2 separate regions of the Mus musculus genome follow, and region 1 is linked to region 2. The links are chromatin contacts, called in public Hi-C maps. All regions are on one chromosome and are shown on one strand. The core of a region is the stretch at or near the end of the contact, and the rest is flanking DNA. Distances in the headings are between cores, read along the strand shown. Region 1 has its middle 31 kb from the start of Gm46743. Region 2 overlaps Ccdc148 (coiled-coil domain containing 148).

Region 1 (7,026 bases), core at 2,294-4,793, 460 kb before region 2:
GTGTAATAACCATGGATTCTTATTTCCTTTCCCCAAGTGCATTCTTGTGAAATAATAAGTAAAATTGAGGCATCAATATTTGCAGAAAAATGGTGCTTGCCTTACCTGACTCCACATATAAAATCTGAAAAGGACTAATTTTTTTATTTTAATTTTTTTTGCCTTGGGGGGGGGGGCAGGACATGGATATGAAGCCAGGGTAACTTTGAACTCGAGGCAATTCTTCTGCCTCAGCCTCCTGGGTGGCAGAACTACAGGTGTGTATCACATGCTGAGGTTTTAAAAGGACAATTGAAAATTAATAATGTCTTGGTCCTTTTATAAAGCCAGGTCCTCTAATTTCTCATCACAATAGAGGATGTGTGTAGAATCTTTCCCTAAAGGGTTTATCTTTGTGCTGAGGATTGCTGCTAGCTCTATATGTCTCTCAACAGGAAGAAGTACAGAGTCAGCTCAAATGTAGTGAATTCTCTCTGGCTGGATAACTGCTCCCAGCCCCTTTTTGAGGGGAGGGGCTTATCAAGGGAGTTAATGTTTAATCATTATACTAGGAGCATAATGAAGGATAACTGTGGCAGAAGCTAGGGAACTAAGAGTCAGAAAGGAGGAACTTGTAAACTGTCAGTGATGCTTCCGTTTTATGGGTGTGGAATGGATGGATGTATACGTTTGCCTTTTACATTCCTGCTAAGGGACTTAGAGTGCCGTCCAGTCAGAGAGCACTTGTCTGGCGTGTGCAAAGTCCTGGGTTCAATTCCAGCATCACAAAGACAAACTCATACAAACTAAATGCCATTATAGGTATGGTTCTTGTTTCTAGTAGCTACAGGGGGGCTGATTCAGGGGAAACAGTTTGTTAATGTACTGAAAACGTCTCTGGGTTTGACAGAGTATCAAACAGGCTACAATTTGAGGACTTCAGAGCACCCCACACCATTTGCCATTTACAGAGATGCCTTATCACAGGGGCAATCTCACTAAAAGTTTCACACTTGGTGCTTATTAATGCTCATTACAGATTATTTCCCTTAGCTTCATTAAACTTTAATCTCAGCTCTTTTCTGGCACATTAACAATATGGCAGACCCATCCTTTCGTCTCAGCTCCAAACTTTGTCTCTGTAACTCCTTCCATGGGTATTTTGTTCCCTGTTCTAAGGAGGAATGAAGTATCCACGTATTGGTCTTCCTTCTTCTTGATTTTCTTGTGTTTTGCAAATTGTATCTTGGGTATTCTAAGTTTCTGGGTTAATATCCACTTATCAGTGAGTGCATATCAAGTGAGTTCTTTTGTGATTGGGTTACCTCACTCAGGATGATATCCTCCAGATACATCCATTTGTCCAAGAATTTCATAAATTCATTGTTTTTAATAGCTGAGTAGTACTCCATTGTGTAAACGTACCACATTTTCTATATCCATTTCTCTGTTGAGGGACATCTGGGTTCTTTCCAGCTTCTGGCTATTATAAATAAGGCTGCTATGAACATAGTGGAGCATGTGTCCTTATTACCAGTTGGAACATCTTCTGGGTAGATGCCCAGGAGAGGTATTGCTGGATCTTCCGGTAGTATTATGTCCAATTTTCTGAGGAACCACCAGACTGATTTCCAGAGTGGTTATACAAGCTTGCAATCCCACCAGCAATGGAGGAGTGTTCCTCTTTCTCCACATCCTCGGCAGCATCTGCTATCACCTGAATTTTTGATCTTAGCCATTCTGACTGGTGTGAGGTAGAATCTCAGGATTGTTTTGATTTGTATTTCCCTGATGAGTACCATCCAGAAACTGCCCCCACCCAGGGATCCATCCCATAATCAGCCACCAAACGCAGACACTATGGCATATACCAGCATGATTTTGCTGAAAGTACCCTGATGTAGCTGTTTCTTGCGAGTCTAGGCCAGTGCCTGGCAAATACAGAAGTGGATGCTCACAGTAATCTATTGAATGGAACACAGGGCCCCCAATGGAGGAGCTAGAGAAAGTACCTAAGGAGATAAAGGGGTCTGCTACCCTATAGGTGGAACAACAATATGAACTAACCAGTACCCCCAGAGCTCGTATCTCTAGCTGCATATGTAGCAGAAGATGGCCTAGTTGGCCATCATTGGGAAGAGAGGCCCCTTGGTCTTGCAAACTTTACATGCCCCAGTACAGGGGAACGCCAGGGCCAAGTAGTGGGTGTGTAGGGGAGCAGGGCGGGGGGAGGGTATTAGAGACTTTTGGGATAGCATTTGAAATGTAAATGAAAAAAAATCTAATAAAAAATGGAAAAAAATAAAAACAAAATAAAAACCAAAACCAAAACAAAACAATATGGCAGACCAACAAAGGAAGGGTAGCCACAGATTTAATTTTATGTAAAATAATAAAATAAAAGGTCAGTGAATTAGATAGATTTGAAGACTGGAGCACTGTGCTAGTCTATGTAGAACATTCCAGAAAGCCTGTAGATCTCAATTGGGAACATCTTTAAAAACAAAAGCAAGGGGCTGGAGAGATGGCTCAAAGGTTAAGAGCAAGGACTGCTCTTCCGAAGGTCCTGAGTTCAAATGCCAGCAACCACATGGTGGCTCACAACCATCTGTAATGAGATCTGACGCCCTCCTCTGGTGTGTCTGAAGACAGTTACAGTGTAATAATAAATAAATCTTAAAAACAAAACAAAAAACAAAATAAAACAAAAACAGAGCTTGTGTATCATCCCAGGTTGGCCTCAAACTCACTACGTAGTCAAGGATAACTTTAAGCTTCTGATACTCCCACCTCCAACTCCCAAGTAGTGCTATTACAGGTGTGCAACGATGCCCGATTTATATAGTGCTGAACAGGCTTGCTAGGGGCTCTACCAGCTGAGACACATCTCCAGCCCTGTGCACAGCCTTGAGGAGAGAACAAGAGCAGTCAGTTGAAACCCTAAGTGGCCTCTTTGGTCTTTACTTTGGGGGCATTTAGATAGCTTTGGTGAGCACAGAGAAGATTTACAGTCGTGGCACTGTTGCACCCTCACTGGCTCAGACTAGACTGGGAGATGGGGGTCCCTTCCACAGGGTCCCCCTGGCTGTACTTGGGGCTGGCTCAGGGATGAAACAAAAGGGGAGGACTCTCACTGTCTGCTGCCCGTCTCTCCACTCTCTTTTAGCCATGTCTTCCCTTGGTGTTAGGTGTTCTCATTAGTCTTTGGTTGCCCAATGTCACTCACTGACTGCTCTTTGTTCTTAGGCCAGCTTTGATCGGCTAATGCTTTGTGCTTCAGACTTTCCATGGCTATTTTCTCTGCCCCTTTGCATTGTCCCTTCAAGGTCTTTCTTCAGTTAATGGAGAAACATTGTTAATGGGGTCAGAAATACCCAGTCAGCAAGAACCTCTTTAATAATGATGGCAACTGGGTGTGTCTGTTTTCCCAGATTTGTCTTCTGATTCCAAATTGGACCTTCTGATAGAAAGATAATTTAGGCAGTCCTCTGGCTGTTTCCACTGGCCACCTACTCTGCCTACATGTGGGCTAGACCACAGACGCAAATGTCTGCTTAATTATTAATGTGATTGATGGTTACCTATTGCTCAAGCTCAAAGGTCATAAATGTTTCACATCTACAGACACTTAATAAGTGCTTGTTGACTGAAGTGACCTTTACAGAGTCTTTGCCTGGTGATTTTTTTTTCTTTAATGTGTAAGTTACAGAGACAGGCAGGCATCCATATTTCAGCAGACACGACTTCAGCAGAGACAGAGCAGAAGCTGTGAGGTGAGGGTTATAATCATGGAGAACAAGGCCATATGATCAGATGGACAGAGTGGACAGCAGGCACCTGAGGCTGTAGGCCAGGGACATTAGCATGCCTGTGTTTGGAATATGATTTGGAAAAGGTGATATGCCATGGGGTCCATCACAGGAAGTGATGGAGAAGGCCTAATGTCAGGCAATACTGAAGCAAAGCAGCAGATGAAAACCCAATCAACCGGTGCATGGAGGGGCTCGAAGCATCTCAGAAGGGCATCTTTCCAGAGTGTCTGGCACCTCTCACATTCTCTTCATAGGTCCACCAGCACCTCAGGTTACAAGGTTCAGGCCTTACCTCTAGGAGACCTTGATGTCATGGGGCTCTTCGTATCAAATGATCGCATTCTGTATTCTCTTACTAAACTACGGAGGCAGGACAAGGACCAGTTTTGGTGACTAAGAATCAGGCCCAGGGTTCCATAGGCAGTAGGAATTGAGAAATAGTAGTGACTAAAAGTCTTTGGCTACTTGATTTGGCCATACGGTTCGGCAGAGCAAGAAGTAGACTTAGAGGGAGTCATGGTGACTAGTCTGGCTAACTTTGGGCCACACATGCCCTTTCTGAACCTCAGTCCCCTCTTTTCTATGGAAGAACAATTGTGACAATCCTGCCTGCCAGCCAGGATCCTCGAGAAGGTGAAATCAGATCATACTTATAAAGTGCCTGGTCTGGGCCACAGAGATGGTTCAGCCAATAAAGGCACATACTACCAGACCTGACAATTCGAGTTGATCCATGGGACCCAGGTGGTAGAAGAAGAGAACAGACTCTCGTAAGTTGTTCTCTGACTTACACACATGTGCTGTGGTATGGGTGTACATTTACACACACAGTAAATAATGTAATACCTGTTTTAGGGGCCAGAGAGATGCTCTATAGGTAAGAGCACTTGCTCTTTCAGAGGACCTGAGTTTGGTTCCTAGCATCCGTGTTGAGCAGTTGACAATCATACTTAAGCTCCCGGGCATCTGATGTCCTCTTTTGATCTCCAATGGCATCCTATGTACACACACACACACACACACACACACACACACACAAAACACACACACACACAGAGTTAAATAAATCTTAAAGAGTTTTTTTTTAAAATATTTATTTATTTATTATATGTAATTACACTGTAGCTGTCTTCAGACACTCCGAAGAGGGCATCAGATTTCGTTACGGATGGTTGTGAGCCACCATGTGGTTGCTGGGATTTGAACTCAGGACCTTTGGAAGAGCAGTCAGAGCTCTTAACCGCTGAGCCATCTCACCAGCCCTTAAAGAGTTTTTTTAAAGTGTTCAGTGAACTCTAAAACACCAGAGAGAAGGAACAACACAGATGTCCATTTTTATAGACAGGTACTCTATTTTTAAAAAAGATTTTTTTTAGTTATTATGTGTAAGTACACTGTAGCTGTTTTCAGATACACCAGAAGAAGGCATCAGATCTCATTAGGGATGGTTGTGAGCCACCATGCGGTTGCTGGGATTTGAACTCAGGACCTTCAGAAGAGCAATCAGTGCTCTTAATCGCTGAGCCATCTCTCCAGCCCAGATACTCTTTTTTTTTTTTTTTTTTAATTTACTAAAATATCTCTGCAGTACTATTTGTCCCTGTTTTTCCTCCCTCAGCCCTCCATCTCTGCCTTGATAAGCTAGACTCCTCTAGATACCTCACGGGAAATCCCAAAGCTTTTGTCTTTAAGGTACTAACTTGATTTCATCTACATAATGTTTTCAAGGTTCATGCATTGCTGTAGTGTATGTCAGAATTTCTTTTGTTTTTCAAGTCTGAATAATATCCCTTTAAACACACACCTCCCACACACACAACACGTTTTATCCACCCATTTGTTTCTGAAACTCAGACCAGCAGACCCCATGTGTGCTGCCGCAGTACTGGACACTGCTCTTAACACTGTGGGAACTGCTGGCTCCTTGCTTCTCCTTTGGGGTCCACATCTAGATTGGAACCTCTGGGTCTCTTCCGTACCATTTCTACAGCGGCTGCAGCGTTCTACACTCTGACAAGGAATGCACAGGAACACCCGGTTCTCCTTGATAACAGTCTTACATTGATGTGAGTGAAAATCTATCTTGACTTACCTGGCAACTGTCTCACTTTAAAAACAACAACAACAACAACAACAACAACAACAACAACAACAACAACTCGTTTATTTATTATTTTGCTTGTGTGAAGGACATCAGTTCTCTCCTTCTGTGTAGTATCTAGGGATTGAAATCAAGCTGTCATCCTTGGTAGCAAGTGCCTTTACTGGCTGGACTGTCTTTGCTGGCCCTCTTTTTTTTTTTTCTTCTTGCTTGTTTTGTTTTGTTGTGTTTTGTTTTGTGGAGCACTGGTTAGTTTTTGTTAACCTGACACAAAACTAGTTATATCTGGTTTAAGAGAGAATCTCAATTGAGGAATTGCCTCCATCAGATTGGCCTGAAGGCAGATGGGGTTGGGGCAGTGTTTTCTTGATTAGTGATTGACATGGGAGGGCTCAGCCCATTATGGGCGGTGCCATGCCTGGGTGGGTGGAGCTGAATTGAACAAAACACGTAGGTGGAGTGAGCCACAGAGAGCAAGCCAGTAAGCAGCATTCCTCCATGGTCTGTGCTCCATTCCTCCCTCCAGGTTCTTGCTCGAGTATCTGTCGTGGTTTCTCCTTCAGGATGAACTACAATCTGTAAGATGAAATAAACCCTTTCCTCCCCAAATTGTTTTTGGTCATAGTCTTTATCACAGCAATAGAAAGGAAAGGAATACAGATGGGATCTTACTCTGTGTCCCAGGCTGGTGTGGAACTCACTATATAGCTTAGGCTAGCCTCTGAAGTCATAGCATTTCTCTTGCTTCTGCCCGGGGGTGTTGGGATGGCTGGTTAGTGAGGCCATTTTTGACAGAGAGCACATGATCTTGTAAAGACTTTCGTAAGTTTCCCTTTGGTTGCACGATTTAATTGTGGCAGCTGTGGGAAGTTTGGCTGATCCTGATTTTGGCTGTCTGCACCTTGTTTTACTGGAGGATCTTATGAAGAGGCCCAATCCTTACCAGTCTCTCCTGCCTGAAGGAGGTGTTCTAGGCAGAGCTGCTGGCCCCATGATATGGCTGGATGTTCAAGAACCAACTACTTTTCAAGTTTGGGTTTCCTCTTACAAACAGCTACAAAATAGCATTATACATGTAGGATGGGAGACATTGTTTCCAAACTGATTTTTACTTTTTTTAAAAGAAATTTCTCA
Region 2 (6,933 bases), core at 4,053-6,552:
CCTTTAATATAATTCCTAATATTGTGGTGACCCCAAGCATAAAATTATTTTCATTGCTACTTCAAAACTGTAATTTTGCCACTGTTATGAATCATAATGTAAATATCTGATATGCAGGCCCCTGTGAAAGGGTTGGTTATTCAACACCCAAGGTGGTTGCGACCTATTGGTTGAGAACCATTGCCTTGTTGGGCATACTCATACATCTCAATACATGTCACGCAGAAGAGAGCAAGAAGAAGCCCTGGTTCATGTTGTGGCAGCATCGCTTTGGCAATTGTTGTGCTTAATGATGGCGGGGGGAGGGCACAAGAAAAGACTGGACACACAGGAAGTTGTTAACCTGTCATATGAGGTGAAGAAATGATAGATATCCAACTTCGACTCTGGTCTCCATGTGTGTGCACACACCGAGAATCTTTATATTGGGGGAATAATATTTGTCTCTTCAGAAATAACACCAGGGAAAAAATTATTAAAATGAAATAAGTATTGGACTTCAGTGCTGTTAGATATTAACTTTTCTCTTCACATTGGTAGCAAAATCCTCAAGACTACTGTGCTGGTTACTGTTTTGTCAAACACATTAGCTGATGACATGGTGGTGGGAAGCCTTGAGCTCTTGGACACCATTTGAGGGTAGAGCCAAGGCATCTGCTAGTAGAGTCACAAAAGTAAAAGCCTAGGGAACTCGGTAGGAGTTGCCTGCTGCACCTGGCTTGTTTGGAGTGGGTGTCTGAGAGAATGGAAGTGGAAAGGCTATCTAGTTGAAAGTAGGAAGTTTAAGTGTCCAGACTTGGATATGCTGAGTTTGGGGAAGCCATTTTGGGCTTTGTGAGTTCAGAGTTCAGAGTTCAGGAAGAAGATCTGGTCTAGAGTTTTACTTTGTCAGTCATTTACATGAGATGTCCAAAGCAACGATCCAGGAAAGAAAAGAGACCAAAACTCCTCCTCAGACATGAGCAGGGCAGTGTCAGAGAAAGGATAAGAGAGAAAAGCAACAAAAGATAGACAGACAGACAGACAGACAAATAGGTGATAAATAGATGATAGATCAATAGATGATAAATAAATAGATATAGGTAAATATAGATAGATAAATGAAAAATAGATGATAGATGGGCAGATGAGAGATAGATGCAGAGAGACAGAGAGAAAAGACAGACAAAGGAAAAGCAGCCTGTACTATTTGTAAAGGAGGTGATGAACCACTGAATAAATGCTGCATATGCCAATGATTAATAACTTTTTGGCTCTAAAGGGAGATAGCTGGGAGCCACTTTCATTGGAAAAAGAGGATGTGAATGGCTAGTTGGAGTGGGTTTGAGTGAGTGGGTGGCGAAGGATAGAAGAGAATGAAAGTGGACAACTTGACAATTTTTTTTCTGCCCAGCAGAGCAGCAGGGTCTCTTTTTGCTGTTGAGTTCTCCACTCTCTTATGTTTTCATTTTACTTAAAGTAGGTATAAAAGCAATGTATTTGATGCTCATGGGGATAATCTAGCAAGGGGTAAATTTTAGGGGAAAGGGAAGAAAGGGGGGATGGAGGGATGAAAGAGACGGGGGAGGATGGGGAGAGGGAAGGAGAGATATGATCGGGGACTGAGGAGGCTTAGGATCAGCACTGAGGAGGCTTAGGATCAGCACAGATTCATGTCTGTCAGAACTAAGGTGGGGGCAGCTGATGCATAGCATGTGATTCAGATGCTGGGGACGAGATGTCACAGTGGCCTGGGATTTCTCAGTTGTTATTCAAAACACAAATGAGTCAGAAATGTATGACCCTCTCTACTTATCAAAGAAATGGAGAATAAAACAAAACTCAAATACCTACCTTATAAGAATGGCCAAACAGACAATAATTTTACCCAGGATTAAAAACAGTATGCGGGAAATGGCTATTTATATATAATTGGCATGTGACCTTTCTCAAAGCCACACGATAATTTGTCAAAGGTGGTGATGGCACCAGAAACCTATGGGGCCAAGGACATGGTTCAGTCAGGAAAGTGACTATAAAAGATGGGCATGGGGACCTGAACTCAGATCTTGAGCAACTATGGTCAGACATCTGAAATCCTCATACTGGGGAAGTGGAGACTGAATGAGTCCTAGTCCCTAAAGCCAGCTAATCTTAAATAACTGGTGAGCTTCATATGCAGTAAGGAACCTTGGCACAAAATATATGATGAAGAGTGCTTAGCTATCCAATATCAACTTCTGGTCTCCACATATACACATGGGCAAGCATGCACACACACACACACACGCTTTATATTGGAGGAATAATAGTTGTCTCATCAGAAATAATAATGAAAGAAAAATTCTCTAAATTGAAATAAATATTTTGCTTCAAGTGTACTTAATATTAATTTTTCTCTTCCCAGTGCTAGCAAAATCTTCAAGATTTCCTGTGTTGGTTAGTGTTTTGTGAACTCGACAGAAGCTAACATCATCATGGGAAAGGAACCGTAATTGAGGAATTGCCACCATTACATTGGCCTGTGGGCATGTCTGTGGGGACATTTTTTATTATTATTAATGATGTATAAGGGAGTACCTGTCTCATTGTGGGTAGTGCCACCCCTCAGAGGCTAGTCCTGGGTTCTATAAGAAAGCAGGCTGACCACACTATGGAAAGCAAGCCTATTGGGTAAGCAGAGTTCCTCCATGGTATCAACATCGGTCCTTGCCTCCAGGTTCTTTGGCTTCCCTTTATGACAGTCTATAAATTGTAAGATGAAATAACCTTTTTCTTCACCAAGTGGCTTTCGGTAAGCCACTTTCATGCTTTCATGGTAAGCATCACCATGATGCTTACCACAGCAATAGAAAGCAAGCTAAGACATTACCTAAACAGCGATGCATTAGGCAGCAGTGACATCTGTCATGCTGTGTCCATTCAGCACATTGCGACCCTAATTCTAATTCATAGGGATTTTTTAATGATACAAATAGCTGTGACATGTGTTATGTAAGTACAAAGCAAGCCACAAAGTAGGTTATATAATATATAATGTAAATTCTCTTGCTGTTTCTTAAAGCATGACATATACATCTGTACAAACACAGCAGAAAGATTGGAAACCAAGTCATTCAAATAAACAATAACCACAGTCACCCCAGGTAGTGAAATTATAAACACTTCACACATTTGCTTCTTATTTTCTAAGGCAAATCACAGGTCTAGCATTTAAGTTAAAAGTTCAATAGATCATTGATATTTAACGAGTACCTCTTGCATGATATGACAAGTACCCATGACCTTAATCCTTGCTTTATCTCATTTTAATGGCTGGGTTTTGTCAGGTGAGACACCCATTTGTAAGCTTATCTCTTGGGAGGCAGAAATGAAAAGACCGTGAACTTGAGACCTGCCTGGACCACATAGCCAGACCCGGTCTCAAGGGATGGAAGAAAAAGGGGACAAAGGAAGCTGTTTTATACATTAAATCAGTGCTGTTCAGAGAAAGGAAGGCCATATCCCTAGTTTGGAGCCCTTAGTAATTCAATAGATGAGGTCCTTTCTGTCTGTCTAAATAAGAAAGCTGTTTATACATGCCAGGAAGCTGGTTGCATCTTGAGTCCTAGATTGGAGATGTTTAATGAAAATATGTGAGCCAGATATGTAATTAGTTTTTTTTTAACCAGTTGCACAAAAAAGTTAAAAAGAAAAAGGTGATAATTTTCAAATACATTGCAATGGATATTTCCAAAATATTATAATTGCAACATGCAACACATATTTGAGAACTACTGATGAGCCATTATACACGCTCCTTTTTCATATAGCTTGTGAAGCATGCTCATAACCCAGACCATGTTATCATGGACATTTCCAGCCACACACATGTGCCTGGTGGCTAGCATCTTGGATAGCACAACTTTAAAGGATGGTCTAATTTACCAAAACACATTATAAAAACAATCTGACTACAGTGGAGCCTCACCCTTCATCCATCATACTGGCAAAACACTCTGGATTCTGCTGTGGTGAATTAGGTCTGCGTGTCATTAAGAACAGGAAGGCGAATTTAATTGCATCTTTTAGACTCAAAAGAGAGATCACAGCTTTAATATCCTTATATTTAGATGAATTAATCATATAGCTGAGACATAATTGTGTGATTGGCCCATTCAGTTGCTTCAGAGATGAAGTCAATATGTAGACGACAGCAGCAAGATCACAAGTGATTTATAATTTATTGTTGATAGGTATATTAAATTTTGTACTGTTGGCTCATAATGAATATTCTGAGATCTGAATCTGACTGCTTTAACAGTGAGCTCTCACAAAATAGCCAGTGCTCTAGGATCATGCTTTTCAACCTAATTATTTCGATTCATCGTATTTTGTTAGCACTGTTCAAGGTGTCACTTTAGTGCTCTGGGAACATTTCAAGTTTGTGTATTTGTCTCTGAATTCAGAAATAATTACATTACAGAAAAATTTAAAAACAGAGGTAGGCAAAGAGAAGAAATGAAGTTAATATAAATCCAAGAGAGACCCTAGAGTAACACTTTTGTTTATGAAAAGGAAAACTCTATTAGCATATCCACCACTTCCCTAGTTTGAATTCCACCTGTTGCTATTCTGTTCAGGTTCCTCACTTTTGAGTAGTAGGTATTCTACATTCTGATATTCTTTTAGAAACTTTGAAATGGCTTGCTTGCCACTGATATATATATATATATATATATATATATATATATATATATATATATATATATATATATATATATGAATGATTAATCTCTTCAGTTGGATTTCAGAAATGGAGATTCTGAGTCAAAGAATATTGTTAAGAATATTGTTATATTTCCTTGCAGAAAATCAACCTAAGTTATATTTTCATTTTCTTCTCCTTTTAGGTTTCTCCTCCTCTCCTCTCCTCTCCTCCCCTCCCCTCCCCTCCCCTCCCCTCCCCTCTTTCATCTCCTCCCCTCCCCTCCCCTCCCCTCTTTCACCTCCTCCCTTCCCCTCCTCTCCCCTCCTCTTCTCCCTCTCTCCCTTTTGTTTGTTTTAAGACTGACTCTTCATACCTGGCTGACCTCCAACTCACGAAAGCATGTGATCCTGAGCTCCTGATCCCCCTACTTGCCAATGCTGGAGTCTCAGTCTTGTACCAAGGCCAGCACAAACTATAACATGCTTCACCATTTGTTTCATCACTAGACTTAATGATAAGGCCTTAGAGATTGCTGTCCCAAGGGCACATGGCCAGGGTCCTGTTCATGATCTTTCCTCGTGTTCCCATGTTTACCAACACAGCTCACCTCTCTCACTGTCCTTCAGTAAAAAGAGAAACACACACATTTCCCCTTGCCAAAGCAAACGGTATTCTCCATTGCTACTAAGGATGAACTGGGACTAGTCAGTGCCAGAAGACAACATGGCCTCATAAAAGTTTAAACAAACAGATGCCTGTGTATGTGTCTCCTCCCGATGAACACAGTGAGAGGAAAGCAGGGAAATAGCAAACCAGAGATGACATTGGTTCACAGACAAACGAAGCCACAAGTTAAAACATTACAGTTTAACCACCACTGGGCATTTTGTCCGATGTACTCCCAGAACTGTCGGGAAGGTTCAGTGCCCGAGCACGACCAGGCTCAAGCTCCACATGTGGACCGCTGTTGGTTGTGTGCCAAAAGTGATTATCAAAGGGAGAGGTTCCGAGAAAGCAGCATAGTCCTCTGGTCTTCAAGGGTCTGCTGAGTCCCATCGGTTAGCCAGCCCAGACAGCCAACGTTGGCCACTGCAGTCGCCACCTCCCTGGTGCAGTCCATGGGGAAAGCCCCACTCACTGCTGACTTTTGCATCTGTTGGAGGGTGGGTAATCACTGCACACAACTTTCTGTTTGCCATATAGCTTTAGCAGCATTGTTTTAAAAGAAAAGTTGCATAAAAATTATGGGTTTATAATTTAATGTTAGCTCATACCAGAAAACAAATTTAGCAATTACTAAACTAGCTTTGGGGGTGGTGCAAGAATAAAATATTTGTTTTAATTTTTTTTTTTTTTTTTTTTGCCTATAGCAGAATGCATCCTATCAAAAGATCATGAATCTCCCTGTTAAAAGATTTAAACATTTTTTACTTATATGGACACACATGAGTCTGTGTGCATGTATGTACGTGTGTATGTACGTGTTGTTACATGCCTGTGGAGGACAGAAAAGGGCTTAGATGCCCTGGAACTGGAGCTATCGGCATTTGTGAGCTACTTGATGTGGGTGCTTGAAGCTGAACTTGTGTCCTCTGCAAGAGCATCAAATGATCTTAACTGCTGAGCCATCTCTCTAGCCCCAGGGTCTAAGTTTTATGCAACATGCCACAATGTTTTCTTTGAGTTTACTTCGTTGAATTTTGTTTATTTGCATGTCAGAACTTATAAAGTGTAAAAACATTTGTTATGTCTTTAATTCAACAGTCCTTAAAAAAAAAGATTTGATTTTAATATTGTGCATCCGTGTGTGGGTGCACAAGAGTCTAGGTGTCTAAGGAGGCCTGAACAGGGCATGCAGTCCCTTGGATTTGGAGTTACAAGTGGTTGTTATTAACCTGATGTGGGTGCACAGAACCAAACTCAGGTCCTCTGCAATAGTTAGCTCTTAACTTCTGAGTCAGATCTCTAGTCCCTAAGCAGGCTTTATTGTTAGCATCCTTAATGCCTACACCTGATTAAAAGACAAAACAAAGCAAAGAGATAAATGAGCGAGCAAAATCCCTTTCACTTTTAACCGGCATGTAACAGTTGTATATAATTATATAGTGTGAAACGTTAATTCACACACACACACACACACACACACACACTGGTACTTGGCATTTCGATCACTCTCTACCTTTCTGATTCTTCTGAGCGTGGAGCAATAAAATCCCCTCTCCTAGCAATTTGAAATATTTGATTATTTCTTGTCTATCATCACT

What was found. A called contact is a pair of places that touch in the nucleus more often than the background predicts.
Region 1: a contact with region 2 is called in a Hi-C map of liver, with 2.8 times the contacts expected there. The contact joins two enhancer-like sites. A contact is called at or near these places in 2 of 484 Hi-C or Micro-C datasets (bone marrow-derived macrophages and liver).

What each region holds. Positions count from the first base shown.
Region 1 is chr2:59,448,403-59,455,428 of GRCm38.p6, reverse strand. No RefSeq gene overlaps it. Among named protein-coding and RNA genes, the nearest start is that of Gm46743, 31 kb to the right of the region's middle. Within about 2 kb of position 3,543, at least 7 of the 459 cell types and tissues checked have an H3K27ac peak or open chromatin away from gene starts, as enhancers often do. A contact at or near this core is called in liver, where this site is marked.
Region 2 is chr2:58,991,275-58,998,207 of GRCm38.p6, reverse strand. The region is part of intron 8 of Ccdc148 (coiled-coil domain containing 148); the gene reads left to right. Among named protein-coding and RNA genes, the nearest start is that of Ccdc148, 170 kb to the left of the region's middle. Within about 2 kb of position 5,302, at least 9 of the 459 cell types and tissues checked have an H3K27ac peak or open chromatin away from gene starts, as enhancers often do. A contact at or near this core is called in liver, where this site is marked.